Linked DNA regions of Anas platyrhynchos: region 2 is linked to region 1. A link is a contact called in public Hi-C data. All regions are on one chromosome and are shown on one strand. The core of a region is the stretch at or near the end of the contact, and the rest is flanking DNA. Distances in the headings are between cores, read along the strand shown. Region 1 has its middle 33 kb from the start of DCUN1D5. Region 2 holds the start of LOC101794181 (matrix metalloproteinase-27).

The links. A called contact is a pair of places that touch in the nucleus more often than the background predicts.
Region 2: a contact with region 1 is called in a Hi-C map of F5 follicle, with 4 times the contacts expected there. The contact joins the promoter of LOC101794181 here to the enhancer-like site in region 1. A contact is called at or near these places in 4 of 8 Hi-C or Micro-C datasets (F1 follicle, F5 follicle, liver and 1 more).

Annotation. Positions count from the first base shown.
Region 1 is chr1:192,405,292-192,412,324 of IASCAAS_PekinDuck_T2T, reverse strand. No RefSeq gene overlaps it. Among named protein-coding and RNA genes, the nearest start is that of DCUN1D5, 33 kb to the right of the region's middle. Within about 2 kb of position 1,429, at least 1 of the 8 cell types and tissues checked has an H3K27ac peak or open chromatin away from gene starts, as enhancers often do. A contact at or near this core is called in F5 follicle, where this site is marked.
Region 2 is chr1:192,519,202-192,526,047 of IASCAAS_PekinDuck_T2T, reverse strand. It overlaps LOC101794181 (matrix metalloproteinase-27), which reads right to left and starts at 3,155. Exons shown (of 10, transcript XM_005010498.6): 1 at 2,931-3,155; 2 at 2,314-2,552; 3 at 1,593-1,741; 4 at 1,366-1,494. The coding sequence starts at 3,089.

The DNA.
Region 1 (7,033 bases), core at 180-2,679:
TGAAATAGCAGTATGAGATAGCGAAACACAAAGTCAGCCTTTGAATAGGTAACCACTAAAACAAGAGACAGACCACTCATTAAATAAAATAATTCAGATTGCAAATATTTATTGAAAAAAGTCTTTAGACTGTAAGGTCTGATTATATGGTTAGTTGAGCAGACAAAGAACTTTCTTATGTACATTTATCTGCCTCCCACACCATACTTATAAATATATAAAGTCTACAAAATATATATGTATCAAATATATGAAGTCTTCTAATGCAGAACAAAGTTTTCAAGACTACATTTTACATTAGCCGGGTTGCTAGACAGGCCTGAGGTATGAAAATGTACAAGAGAGAATGTGTTTTCAAACTATACTATATTCTATGATTTGGGTATTAAGAACATAGGGCAATCGGAAGATGAAGAATTGCGAAACAGACAGGATAACAGTGTATTCTATTCATAAATGGACTAGATTAATTAATTTGGGATGATGATTGTCATTAGACCAAGAGAGAAAGATCTGATGGAATTACTTCTTCATGTTCAGGTGAAAGAGACTACAAGTTGTCCCAAGTATAGTCCTAGACTTCTGCAGAGTTAATCAAGCAGCAGTCTTGCTAGTGGATTTAGTTATGGATTTATTTTTTTCACAACAGGGAGACAAAGAAAGAAAGCTGATTTATGGCTTGAAATCTTTTCCCCACATGTTCATGTTTTCCTCTCTATATTTCTCTTGAAGAACTGGTTCTAGTTATATGAAATTGTGCATGTTCTAGTTGTAATTCACAGCAGAAGAGCATGTTAAAAGTGAGAGGTTTTTCTGAGAAAGATTTGTCTCATAAATTATTCTTAGTTAGATATATCGGAGTAGCTTCATAATTAATTACTGGCATAAAATAACTTTATAATAGATATAAATAAAACAATCAGAACAAAATACAGTGTAATTGTGCTTTCTATTTGAAGTCTCCACCAAGAACAACAAATAAAGATTAACAGCGTGAAGCCATTAATATTAAAGAGGAAGCATAGTGATGGCAGAGGAGACTACAGCCCCAAATTTGGAAAGGTGAAATATCTGTAATCTCAGATGTCCTGGATTATGGTCTGCATTGTGTCACAAAATGAAATAAAAAGACTGGTAAACACAACACATGATTCATATCCTGGTAATGAACTCAAAATACCTATAAATAAAAAAAAAATAAAAATAACTGATGAAACATCAGACCTTGCTTTCTGAGATACCTTGAACTTTCTTTGTTTTGTCCTCCACTGGAAATATTTTTTGCATTCCAAGAAGGAAATATTTACGGTCTATTAGAAAACAAGAACATTAAAAAAAAAATGGATATGAAAACCCCATATCTCACATGCGTCACTAGTCATCAGAAATTAATGATAAAGAAAGGAACAGACAGTTTTAAAGCAGCAAAGCAGCTGTTAAACTCTACTCAGCAGTTCCTACGTTGTCAAGCCAGTTACTTACCTCAGCACAGGTTATGAGCAGTCGTAAGTCCAGATGTTGCTCTTTTCAGGTCTGTAGCTTATGAAGGAGCTTGAAAACCATCTGAAGCAGGGATTCAGGTCCAGCGTACAGAGTCCATAGTTAAAATCCAAGTATGCAAAACTGAATGCCCATTTAAAACAATTTACTTATAAATATAGGTATTTGAGCAGCGTAAATACTGACCGCAAGGATGAGCTTTTGCAGCCACAGGGAATATAAAACTACTGACTCAGGGTGGTATGCTGTCCTCAGCCTGTAGCAGCTGGGCCACAAATACAGGTTAATCATCCCACAGATACTTTGGCTAACAGAAGTTGACATTTTAGATAAATCACAAGTTTTTGTCTGAGGCTACAAATGTTCCAGGATGGATACCCATGGCCATTTACCAATTCAGACATACAATGACTCAAACTTCTGTTCTTTAACAGAATCCAAAATGTGATGGAGTTAAAAGACTGTATTAAATGATAATAACTATTGCAATGCTTTAGGACTAATGATACTAGCAAGAACAAAGATTTCAAAGATTTCTTTTTCCCTATTTGATTACCTGATGATTTAAAAACTACATTATATTTCGAGTCACTGGACTGTAATTACCGAGGGTTATAGATGACATTTAATTATTCTGTGTACCAGAGGTGATATCTATTTTCAGCAAAAGATAATACATGAACATAAAATTACTGATATTTGTGCTGTTCTAAATCAGTCAATAACAGAAGGCCATAAAGAATTAAACACATTAGAGTTTACTAATCACATTAGTGATAACACTAATGCCCTTATACATCTGAGTTACAGGGCAAGGTCTTGTATGATTTCAATAGGTATTATGAAAACTTAAAATTGGAAAAAAAAATTCTGAAATAGGAGGAAGATTTTGCAGAGGGGTGAAGTTCTACAGAGAATTAGGGTCAACAGATGTGCAAGAGGGCCTTTATTGGATATTAAACACCTTCTCTTTAGATTGGTATTTTATCTATTGAACATCAATAAAAATATATTTGTACATAAATAATCATAAATTTCTGTCCTATCACAGTTCACTACTATAAGGAATCTACATAGTTATTAGAGATATATAATCTTTTTGACTAACATGGTTTATCAGTCTTTTTCTCTTTCATCTCCTGTTTGCAGATATAATATCTAAAATGGGATTGAGAACTACATTTTCAGATTGGAAAGAAGATATAAGATGAAAAACAGACAATTTACAAACTTGTTTTTGTAGTCTGCTGAAACAAAATTGAGTAATTCCATCAGTCTGCTTGTAATTTCATTAATTTATTTGTAATAACTTCTTTATAGTCATAACAGGGGAATATCTTTCCCAATACATACTAGGGATTTATTTTTTCTAGAACAAAAGGAAAGACCACGATTGTAAACCCTGAACAAAGAATTGTCATGAGACTTTTAAGGCTCATTCACTCCCAGTGTAATTCCATGGTTTGCTACTGGGTGGCACCACTGTGTTTCCTTGTGACTTGGGTTTACTGTGTGTGGTTGTGGAGTGTGGTGAGAATGGGAACTCATCCAGTTAAAAAAAAAAAAGTGTTTTGACAGGAAGGGGACAATTCAGGAGCTATGTAGTCTTGGCAGAAAATGAGGCTAAAGTTATGGCCAATTGTAGGAAAACTCAGGCCTGTGCATACAAAAGGATTACATCTGGATCACACTCGGTCTTGTCAATTGTATTTTTAAAATATTAACAATAAAGAAAGATAATGGTCTGAGATCAGGAGGAAGCATTTTCAGCAGGGCTGGGACAGAATTGACTGAGACCAACAGATTTTCAGATTTTTTAGATAATTTTAGATTATCTGTTCTTTGAAGGACAGATAATGCAGGATATCAGCAGTTTTGCATGAGTAAGCGAAAGACAGGCTTTGCTGTCATCCATAAACATTGGAAATGGAGATGGAGCCTGCAAAGTGGCAGGAGCTGAAGGGGCCTCATGGCTTCCTGCAAGGATGGGCTGTGGTGGCCTCAGGGCCCACAGCAAGTGAGGTCAGGGTGGCTCAGGCCCCACAGAAAGAAAGATCAGGGTGACATGGGCCCTTTTGTGAGGAGAGTCGAGGTGGCTCAGTCTCACAGTGAGGATGGCTGAGGTGGCTCAGCCCCTGGCAGGCCCTGCATGGTCTCACAGAAGCATCCAGAAAATGCTGCAGCCAAATCCGAGCCAAACCATAAGTGTTTCCTGGCTGGCCTGTTTGGAAATTTGTGAACCTACTTCTTACAACACCACAACACATAAATGTACGTCTCTACCTGAATTATTCTGAGGAAGCATGGTTTACAATTCTTTTTTTCTTGATTTTCCCTTTGCTTTCCTGTCTCATGCTGTTCAGGCTAAGGACCACTCTGAAGTGACTCTTCCTCCCCAGCTTGGCTGATCTCCATCTCAAACGCAGTGTAAGTAAAGTCAGCTTTCTCACAATTAGAAGTAGGACGAATATATTCCACTCCTAGATCTGTTTATCACTCACCCAAATGCATTTCAATATTTATAGTCATACATTTCCCGCAGCAGCACTTTCCCCCAAGCCCAGCTCCCCACAGCAGGACCCAACAGGATTTCTTTATGGCAGCCTTTTTCTACTTGTACACATAGGAACAAAAGACACCTTCTTCTGAACAGCCTGCAACTGAGAGAGAAACCCAGGGGTGAAGGCACACGTTAGTGCCAGGGCTGCAGCAAAACCCTTTGTCCTGGGTTCCTCCACCACAGCTACCGAGGTGCTCATGAGGCAGAGCTCAACAGGGGCAGAACAAAAGAAGTTTACCATTGTTTTATTACTTGAATGTTGTCTGAGAATAAAAACCGGCAAATACAGAGTTCTGTAACAACAGTTAATTGCTCCATTTTTTTGTAGTAGAATCACTGGATTACTTACAGGTAAATCTTGAAATGAAACATTATTGTCTGCAGACCTGAGCACACAGTATAACAAAACATGAACCCTACTACCTGATTGTAGTGAAAGCCATGCAAAATAAAAACATGAAACTGTGAGTGCTATTTTTTCATGTAAAGAACCAGGGGAAAATGTAGTAAACAAGAGAAGTAAATTTCCTATGAAATGGATGCTGAGGATGCTGGATATTCATTTCCTATGAAAATTGCTGAGGTCTCTACTCTGTTTTGTGGTCTCCAAGCATAATTTGACTCTCAATAGCAGCCTGCAGTCCCAACTCAAGCCAACTTCTGATTAAGCATTTTACCAGACAATTGACGTAAGAGAATAAAACAATAATAAAAAGTGCCTCAAGGTTCCTCTCAGCTCCAAAATCACAATTACAGTTAGGTCCTGCATGATGTGGGATAACCCTTAGCAAAGGCATAAACATAATCATTTGGCACTGAAACTCATGAAGTGAACGTACTGGAGCACATGAGGGACAGGACTGGTGGAGTTGTGCTACTGTGTGGGCACATCTGTGTTGTGTGCTGCTCAGTAGGAGGGGAGCAGACATGCCATTATGAGCTGTGTTAGTGGAGATGTGAGGCTTTCTTGCATTTTTCTGTGCCCTTTGGGAGTAGTCTGCTTGTATATGAAGGTGCACAGTAGACAAATAGGAAAACTATGGTCTGGAATCACATATTCTGAAGTCTCAAGTTGCACAAGGGGAAGTTTAGGTTGGATATTAGGAAGAATTCATTCATGAAGAGGGTGTTTAAGAATTGGAACAGCTGCCTGGGTAAGTGGTGGAGTCCCCATCCACACAGGAGTTTAAGAGACGTATGAAAATGGCACTAAGGCATATGGTTTAGTGATGGGACTCTGTAGGTCAGGTTGATGGTTGGTCTTAATGACCTTATAGGTTTTTTCCAACCTAAATGATTCCATCACTTATTGGGGTTCATCAGAAAAGAATGGGAGAGGTAGAGAAAACAGCAGTGATTGCAGGTTTGAGAAGGCTGGCTTGAAGAAGAGAGCATGGGATGGAAGGAAATGCAGTGGCAGCATGCTCTGGCCTGCGACCATTTAACTGAAGTCTTTCATAATCTGCTGTCTCACTGTAATTTCACATCCTGTTCTAACTCATCTGCCCTGAGCCTGGGCCACACCTCTCCAGGAAATAATTTGAGAATCACATCCCATGCTCTTTCTTGTCTCACTGCTGACTGACATCACAAAATATCATTCCACACTCTAAAGTTAGTACTGTAGCTTGCTGCAAGATCAATTCCAACTCTGTACAGGGCATCTAAAAACTCATTTTTTATGCTGAGCTGGCAGAGATAGGGATGGAGCACTAGGCCTCGTAAATGTTTTTTCGCTGACATTAGGCCCCATAAATTTTGTTTGTATTCTTAGGAATCATGTAGTGCATCAGCAGATTTTTGAGTGGCAGTATTTCTTCATTGGTTTAAAATCTATGCATTATGGATGCTGTAATACAAACTCCTGAGTGGCTATCACTGCTCTTTCCCATTTTCCAAGCAGAGTTTTTGTTCCTAGAAGCATTGCTTTTGCCAAGAAGGATAACCACAAAATTGCTGTTTACATCACAAACTTGTAGGGGACAGACAGCAAGTCTCTTTCTTGTCAGAGTAGAGAAGAAAAGAAGCTTGAGGCCCCATGTTACCTTAGAGGGGAGGTGACCGGCCATCTGAGCTAGTGTGGGAAGCATCCACCACAAGGAACATGACACTAGAAGTGGTTTTATTGCTGCCAGGAAGGATTGCAGAATGCCCTGGAGGACAGCATTTCTTGGCCTTCCTTTGTTGTTATACACTAAGGTTTAATTGAAAAATACCACCCTCCTCAACAAACTTTTCCCAGTTTGAGCATCACAGAGATTATAAGCAGCAGAATTGACAGTAGTTACTGACAGTAACCTGAACCAATAACAAAGAAGCCAGCTTTGTGGGAAAGAAGCAGCATGCCAGTACACAAAAGCAAGAGAAATCAGCACATGCTTCTAAATATGTCATTAAATTTGTGTCATTCTCTGTTCTGTTTAAGATATGCAATACTACTGAGGAGAAAGCAGGTTTGTACAAATACTTCATTGTGGGTTCAGTCCTGCCATGGTGCTGAGCAGTGGAGCTTGCAGGGTTTCAGTGGGTACAGATGCCAGGTGTGGGACCACAGTATTCATCGCTGCAGAACTGAGCCATGTGCTTGAAAAAACTCTCTGACAATGCTGGTGAGACTCATTTCCAGGCAATTGTAATTTGTTTCTTTATCTATTGTAATAAAGCTGAAGGATGCAACTACATTGTAATACTAAATCAGCAAAGCACATTTTAATCCTTCAGCTTTCCATGACGTGTAAATCGCAGCTCTTGCAGTTTCTTTCTTCTTTTCTTTTTAATTTAGTTGAGATCTTCAGAACTGGATTTGCCTGTGATAATTAAAGATCCTGTGAGAGCCTTCATGAAAATACAGGTTACTTTTGGTTTTCTTGCCCAAAATATTTATTTCATTGCTTTGAGAGTGTATCACTCAGGTACCTCATCTGACCTCTACATTCCAAGAATTTCTTTGTGCATTGATTTCATCCCTTTAAT
Region 2 (6,846 bases), core at 1,906-4,405, 110 kb before region 1:
TTAAAAAATATTATGCTTATGCATGCTTATTGCCAGTGAAATATTAACATAGTTAACAGATAAAAATAGGATTTCCTTCAAATTGCATTTAATTATGTGCATCCCTCCAAGTAAAATGTCTTTCTGAATTAGGAAAGAACAATCATCTGCCCAGCTGTCCAAGAGCCAGCAATATCAACAGTGAAGATCACAAGCCTGTGGCAGTGCAGAGAACATGTCATCAATTGCCCAACACAGGCTGGCTGAATACAACATTTCCATTTCTCAAAAAAACAAACAAAGCCTCAAGTTTCCACACACGTTTCCTGTGCTCCCTTCTCACGAGCCTCCTAAGCTCTCCAACAAGTTCTGCAATACATCACTGCTGGAGTCACGCTGTTGAGGAACAATAGCAAAGCTGGGGTTGACCCATTCATTCCCAGTGTGGGGGGAAACATTACATTCTGTCTACATGGAAGTCCAGCCATCAACCCTTGCTCTTTTTTTTTTTTTTTCCTGCCACAATAAGCCCACATCTCTCCTCCTTGTGCAGTACTCTTGCAACACCGTCCTGTTTGTTAGCTCCTTGTTTTTCCTGCAGTGCAGTTTCCCTCTGCTGTTTTCCATCACAAAAAGTGGATGAGTGAAGGGTTTAAAATACAACAGGGTAACATGCCCCTGCAGTGACAGATCTGTCAGAGGCAGTACATGCTGTATGGCCAGCCAGGGACTTGAGGGGAGCAGGAGGGTTCCAGGTGGATGGTTGAACACCTGATGTCCCTCTGTTTATGGGGCTAGTGGCACACATTTGTAGTCAACTCTCCACCCTGCATCTCAGCCTGTGGGCAGCCAAAATGACATGTTCAGACTCCCAGCTGCTGGCTGTAAAAGTAGAAATATAGTGGGACCTATCTGGTATATTATTGGTGAGGACTTTGTTATCACTGGTGGCTCAGATGAGTTTCAGATGGAGGGAACCTCCTGCAAGGGCTGCTGCAAGGCACGATGTGCTGCCTCTGCAGGGTGTGCTGGTGCAGGCTTGGTACCAGCATGTGCACCAGGAGGGGAAAAAGAGCCAGCTTTTACCACGGGTTGTAGAGCTTTGGTGGGGATGGGCCCCACTGACCCCCAGGTAAGAGCAGCACAAGTCTGTAGCACTGATATCTGAAAAGGGTTGTCCTGTTGGTACCTTTGTTGGTGGCAAATATGGTCTAGAGTAGATCAGGTTGTTTTTCACGTGACATTTTAAGTATTCCTGTTTGAGGATGGTCTGCAATATCCTTGAACTGATAGTGCTGTGCTTTGTCTCAGTGTATCCTTCACCTAAATAAAGTCATAAAGGGATTTACCACTGTCATAACACTTTAGATACCTTTTGTTACATACCATCTGAGCCTGTGGTCCAATCTTCATCCTCATCGAAGTGTGCATCACCACCAAAACCATCGCCAGGTGGAAAGGCATGAGCGAGGACACCAAGGGGGCCATCAAAATAACGAGGGCAATGCCCATGAGCTAAATAATATGATGTTGAAATAACATTGAGTTTATGTCATGACAGCTGGAAAAATCTTTAAATTAGTCTTACCACTGGTTTGCAGTTAGTGCATTACCTTTGGTCCCAAAAGCAATCATTATATCTGCTATTCCCTCATGAATGCGAGTGAAAATCAGTGGGGTGACAGTGCTCCACACTTTAAATGCCTTCTGGATGGCTTTATCCACATCGTCTTTGCTCATATCTGGTGTATAGTTCATGATTCTACAGTTACAAAAAAAATTATCTAATATTGTTAAGATGATGAACAGAGATGTATAAGAAGCAATTTACCCTGTAATCCAATAGCTCCCCAAACTGATCTTGGACTGAGTAAGTTTAACATAATAACCGCCCAACATGTCTTTTGCATAAAAATAATTGTTTACACAGTATCAGTTTTTCTCCAAATGGCCTTTATCCAGGGGGTGGTCTCTTGAGCATGAGGAAAATTGTCTCCTTGTGATCGTGTGACTAAGCTGTTGGTGTTAGCAAATTTTGAAGATGTGAGGGTTTGCACAGGGTGCAACTGATATTTCTGTTTGGCTCGCAGAATATTAGTTAGGAGTGATACAAGACAGGCAAAATACTATAGTTGACTCATAAAATGTAAAATACCCAGCTTGAATCTCAGAGATTCTTCTCAGGAATATACTTAGCTAACAGCTGGAGAAACAAAAACATTTTTGTGTTCCCAGATGGAAACAGTTGCTATAGAAGTTATATTTAAATATAACAAATATGGATACCCACAAAACCACAATATAAACACAGAAACACAATTATGGAAATACTACCTGTAAGTCAGCTTGTTTTTTTTCCACCCAGGCAGAGTGACACCATAAAGACCCACATCGGGAACTCCACACCTGGGTTTTTTCATCATTTCTAATGTCTCAGTGTCTGGTTTTCCAGTCACTTTCAAACCAAAAAATTGTTGCATTTTCTGGAGCTTTTCAGCTGTCGATTCAGCATTTGTTTTCCATCCAAGCTGATTTGGATCTGGTTCAACAGTATAGAACTTATTTAAATAGTCCTAATGAAAAAAAAAAAAAAAAAAAAAAAAAAAAAAAGCAAACACATTTCACATTTTGGTCTGTTTCTTAAATACATACCTTAGGACTGATATTGTTTGTGTATTGTGCTAGTAGAATCATCTGCCTATGATTTCAGAGCACAAGAGTTGTTTTCCTGAGGAGCACAGTTAAACAGAAACAGGCAAAATTTTCTCTGATTCTTATTCACTTGACATTTCCAGTTTCTACCGATTATCCTACTTTAATAAAGTTTGGGCAACAGAATTCTGTGTAATAGCATTGCCTCAGAAAGACAGCAAACTGCTGCAAAGCTAGAACATGCAGATTACATCTAAAAGGAAAGGGCTGTAGATCTCAGATACGGACAACAGAGTTACCTCTACAAGCTTTGCATCTTCTTTGTTGTCTTTCTCTGGGTGGACAGGAAGAGCATTAGAAACAGCAGCACACAGTAAAAGAAAAAGCAAAATTTTCTTCATTCTTAAATTCCTTTCCATCCTCATACGAGAGCAGTCTGCTTTCTGCTCTGTGTGCATCGTCCCTCACATTCCAGTTAGTATGGTTATAGAATGCTTTGTAGAGTCAGCTGGAGACTGACTCAGAGTCTACCGTGCTCTGATTACCTCCAGACATCCTATAACACTGTGCTGGCTGACACAATAGCTTAATTAAACCCATCCGATTTCACAGCCATCTGAAATCAGTTAGTACTTGAATACTCCTGAGCTGCTTGGCCACCATTTCAAACCTGGCACTCAATTTTAGATGTGTTAGACAGAATTTTAGAGAATCTGAGCAATTTCATGTCAGATGCAATGGAGCACAGTGGTTGTCCCAGTCCACCTGTGTGAAATGGGACCTCCAAATGTAGAGGGAGTGTTATCCACTCTTGGTCTGAGAATAGGAGTCATGCACCAGATGGGCACCCCATCCAAGAAATTAAAACTTTGGGACAAATTACTGCCATTTCTAGGATTTTTTTTTTTTTCATTAAATTTATCCAGTAAATGAGAATGTTTGTTTTAGAAAATAGAACAAAGTCTCACTCACCTTCTCTTGCCTGAAACTCTTTGGAAAGGCTGTGTGTTTTCTTTAAATTATAGTGGTAAAATTCAAGATATCCATAAACAAAAAAGACCTTACACTATAAAAAAGCCTTAAGGATGTGAATAATCTTACACTTCTTTCTTTCTTTCTTTCTTTCTTTCTTTCTTTCTTTCTTTCCTTTTATTTCCTTTTATTATTCCTTATATTTCCTTTTATTATTCTTTATATTTTCTATCCTTATATTTCTTTCATCAATTATCTATTATGTTGCTATCTATCTTTCTATCAATTATCTATCTAATCTATCTGTCTATCTGCCTTTTCATCATGAAAGGCTTCTTCAGTTTAACCACAATAACCACAGGGGAAATGATTATTTCCTGTCTTAAGTAATTCAGAATAAAGGAAATTTAAAGTCATACAAACTGTGACAAATTTTAGGGTTTCATCCTGTGCCAGCCAAGCACCTTCCTCTTTCACTGGTAGCAATGGGAGCTGAAGGTGTTTGGGACCTCCAAGGAGATCTGACAGTGCGTGCTCAACATTTACGAAAGACTTATAAGAAATATCCTTGTGTTGGACTGCGGCTTTTTTTTTTATTTCGGGAAAATCCTTGTTTCCGTATTTCTGGCTTTTTGCTGTCACTTGCAGCCAACTTTTCTCCGGCTGGAGACATTAATGACGAATTTTCTAGCCCAAATTTCACAATCTACCCTTGTTTGTTAAACTTTCTTGTTAACAGTATTTCTCAGCTATAATAATAATAATAATAATAAAAACACCTACCTCCCTTAATTTGTCATTATTATCATTTTATTGTGATAAGGTAAGAGACCCAAGACCCATGGATCCCTTTTAGTTCTGTTACTGAGGTACAAACTGTGACAACAAATTTTCTGAAATAGGGAATATCACAGAACTGAAACTAGAAATTCCATGTGCATTTGTCCAGAAATACAGAATGCTTTTTTTTTTTTTTTGAGCTCTTCTTTCCATTTTAAAACTGAAATATTTGGTAGCCTCAATGGTTTTAAAGCTAGAAGACATTACCATCTGACTGTATACATGTCAAAGGTCTCAAAACAAACAAATAAACAAACAAAAACAAAAACAGTTGTTTTTGCACAAAGTGTAATTACCAATGGCATTAGAGTATCCTTTTGGAAAAGGTGTTTTGGCTGTTGTCAATTTAATTTTGCAAAAAATCAAGGCAGTATTTTGAGATTTGATATGAACCGGGAAAATTTATTATCTTTTTTCCTGCTGTGGTTGGCTATCAGTTCCCACAGCTATCTGCTGTACAGCAGTGAAAGGACAGAGACAGCGAAAACAGCTAGGATAAGATTTGTTGCACCTAGTTTTACACATTTATTAGTTAAGTATTTGTCCATAGATAATGGAGAAATATGTCTCTCTAGAGAGTGACTGAGCCAGATGTCTTAGGATGGGATGAACTGCGCTTTTCAGGTATTCTTTTGCTGTCTTTACTGAATGTAGAACAGCTTAACAACTAATTTAGACTATGCCTCTAGCTTCAGCTAATAGTTCAAGCTACATTAGTATTTGCTCAGAAGAGACCTGTGTGCCAGGTGATGGAGTCCTACATTACTCAAAGCCTGTGTAAGGTTTTTGCTTCTTGACCACCTGCATAACACAGCAGCCAGTTCCCACTACTCATGGGAGAGAAGTCTAAATGCAGTTTCTCATGAAAGATGTTACACAAATTTGTCTATAGCATGCCTTGAGGTCTGAGAGAAGAAGTAGCTGTGAAACAGCTGTTGGTTGTAGTTTCCTTCTTCTTATCTTTAGCTTTGGTTAGAATTAGAGGATGTTATGCCTAGTGACCTCCTTTGTTTTCCTAGAATAGGTTTCATCCAGACTGCGGCTATGTGACCCAAGTTTTAACTTAGAAAGGTCAGTGGCTGTCCTTGCCACATCACTAGTACCAAGTGACACTACACAGAGAGCTATAGCAATCCTCAATACCACTGCATCATGGTCATCTTAATATGATACAATCAGGGATTTAGATCTCCTAAGAGTTCACACTGTGGGTGTCTCTATGTGAGTTAACTGTCTAGGCTTGCATAATATCAATAGAAATCTAATAAATATGGTCAGATGACATCTACAGAGCATTTCTTCTGACCACATGTAAGATGTAAACAGAGGATGATCTATACAGCTCTCAGGAGCTCACCAAATGTCTTGACCAACACCATTGACCATCATGGGAGCCTAAGCCTGAGATCATATGAAAACTCTTAGGCTTCAATTTAGTTGCCTAAACAATGGTGTGTTGTTCTCTTGAGAGTCTAGTGAACCTGAGACATAGACACAGGTGGCTGTGACCCAGGACCTAGAGGGGACACATGGCTCCTAGTCTGGCATTGGGAGGCCATGTGGAAAAATTCAGGCAACTTAATGGTACTAGATACCTGTTCAAGTAGCTTATATGAGCCACTACTTTTCAGGCTCAATAGTAGAAGCATAGAATGGTTTGGGTTGGAAGGGACCATAGTGATCATATAATTCTGACCCCCCTGCTATGGGCAGAGATGTCACCCAGTACACCAGATTGACCGAAGCTCCTTCCAACCTGGCCTTGAACACTTCTGGGAGTGGGGTATCCACAACTTCTCTGGGCAACTCATTCCAGTGTCTCACCACACCCATTGTGAAGAATTTCTTCCTTATATTAACATACCCTCTTTTAGTTTAAAGTCATTACCCCTTGTCCTATCAATCTGACCGTGGATTCAACAAAGGTGACTACTCAGCTTGAGTGAAAATCATAGGACAATGTCAAATGTCTTAAATAATGTATTAGATCCGTAACAAACCCTTGGCAAAGACTGCACTCTGTGAGGTCAGGATTCATCCATCCAAACATTGGTGCCAAGAGACAGCATAGGCTCTGTGGAGCTTTAGGGAGTGCTGATCTGCCAGAAGTTCTGTTTCATACCTGCATGGTCATCTTGGATACCAGTGCACTAAACACATATTTAGACAATTTAATACCTCCCTGGGTGAATCTGTCTCAGTTAATAGCAATGGGGTCTACACACACAAAAAAACCAAAAAACATAACAAACACTAGGGAGAGGTACAGTACTCTACCTTGCTAACGTAATTAGCAAATAGGACCATGAACTTATCAAAAGAGCAGGTAATTGCATGGATATACCAGGTAATGACAACCAGAGTCAGACTTACTGGAACTGGTGCTTGTGCCAGGAGCTTGTA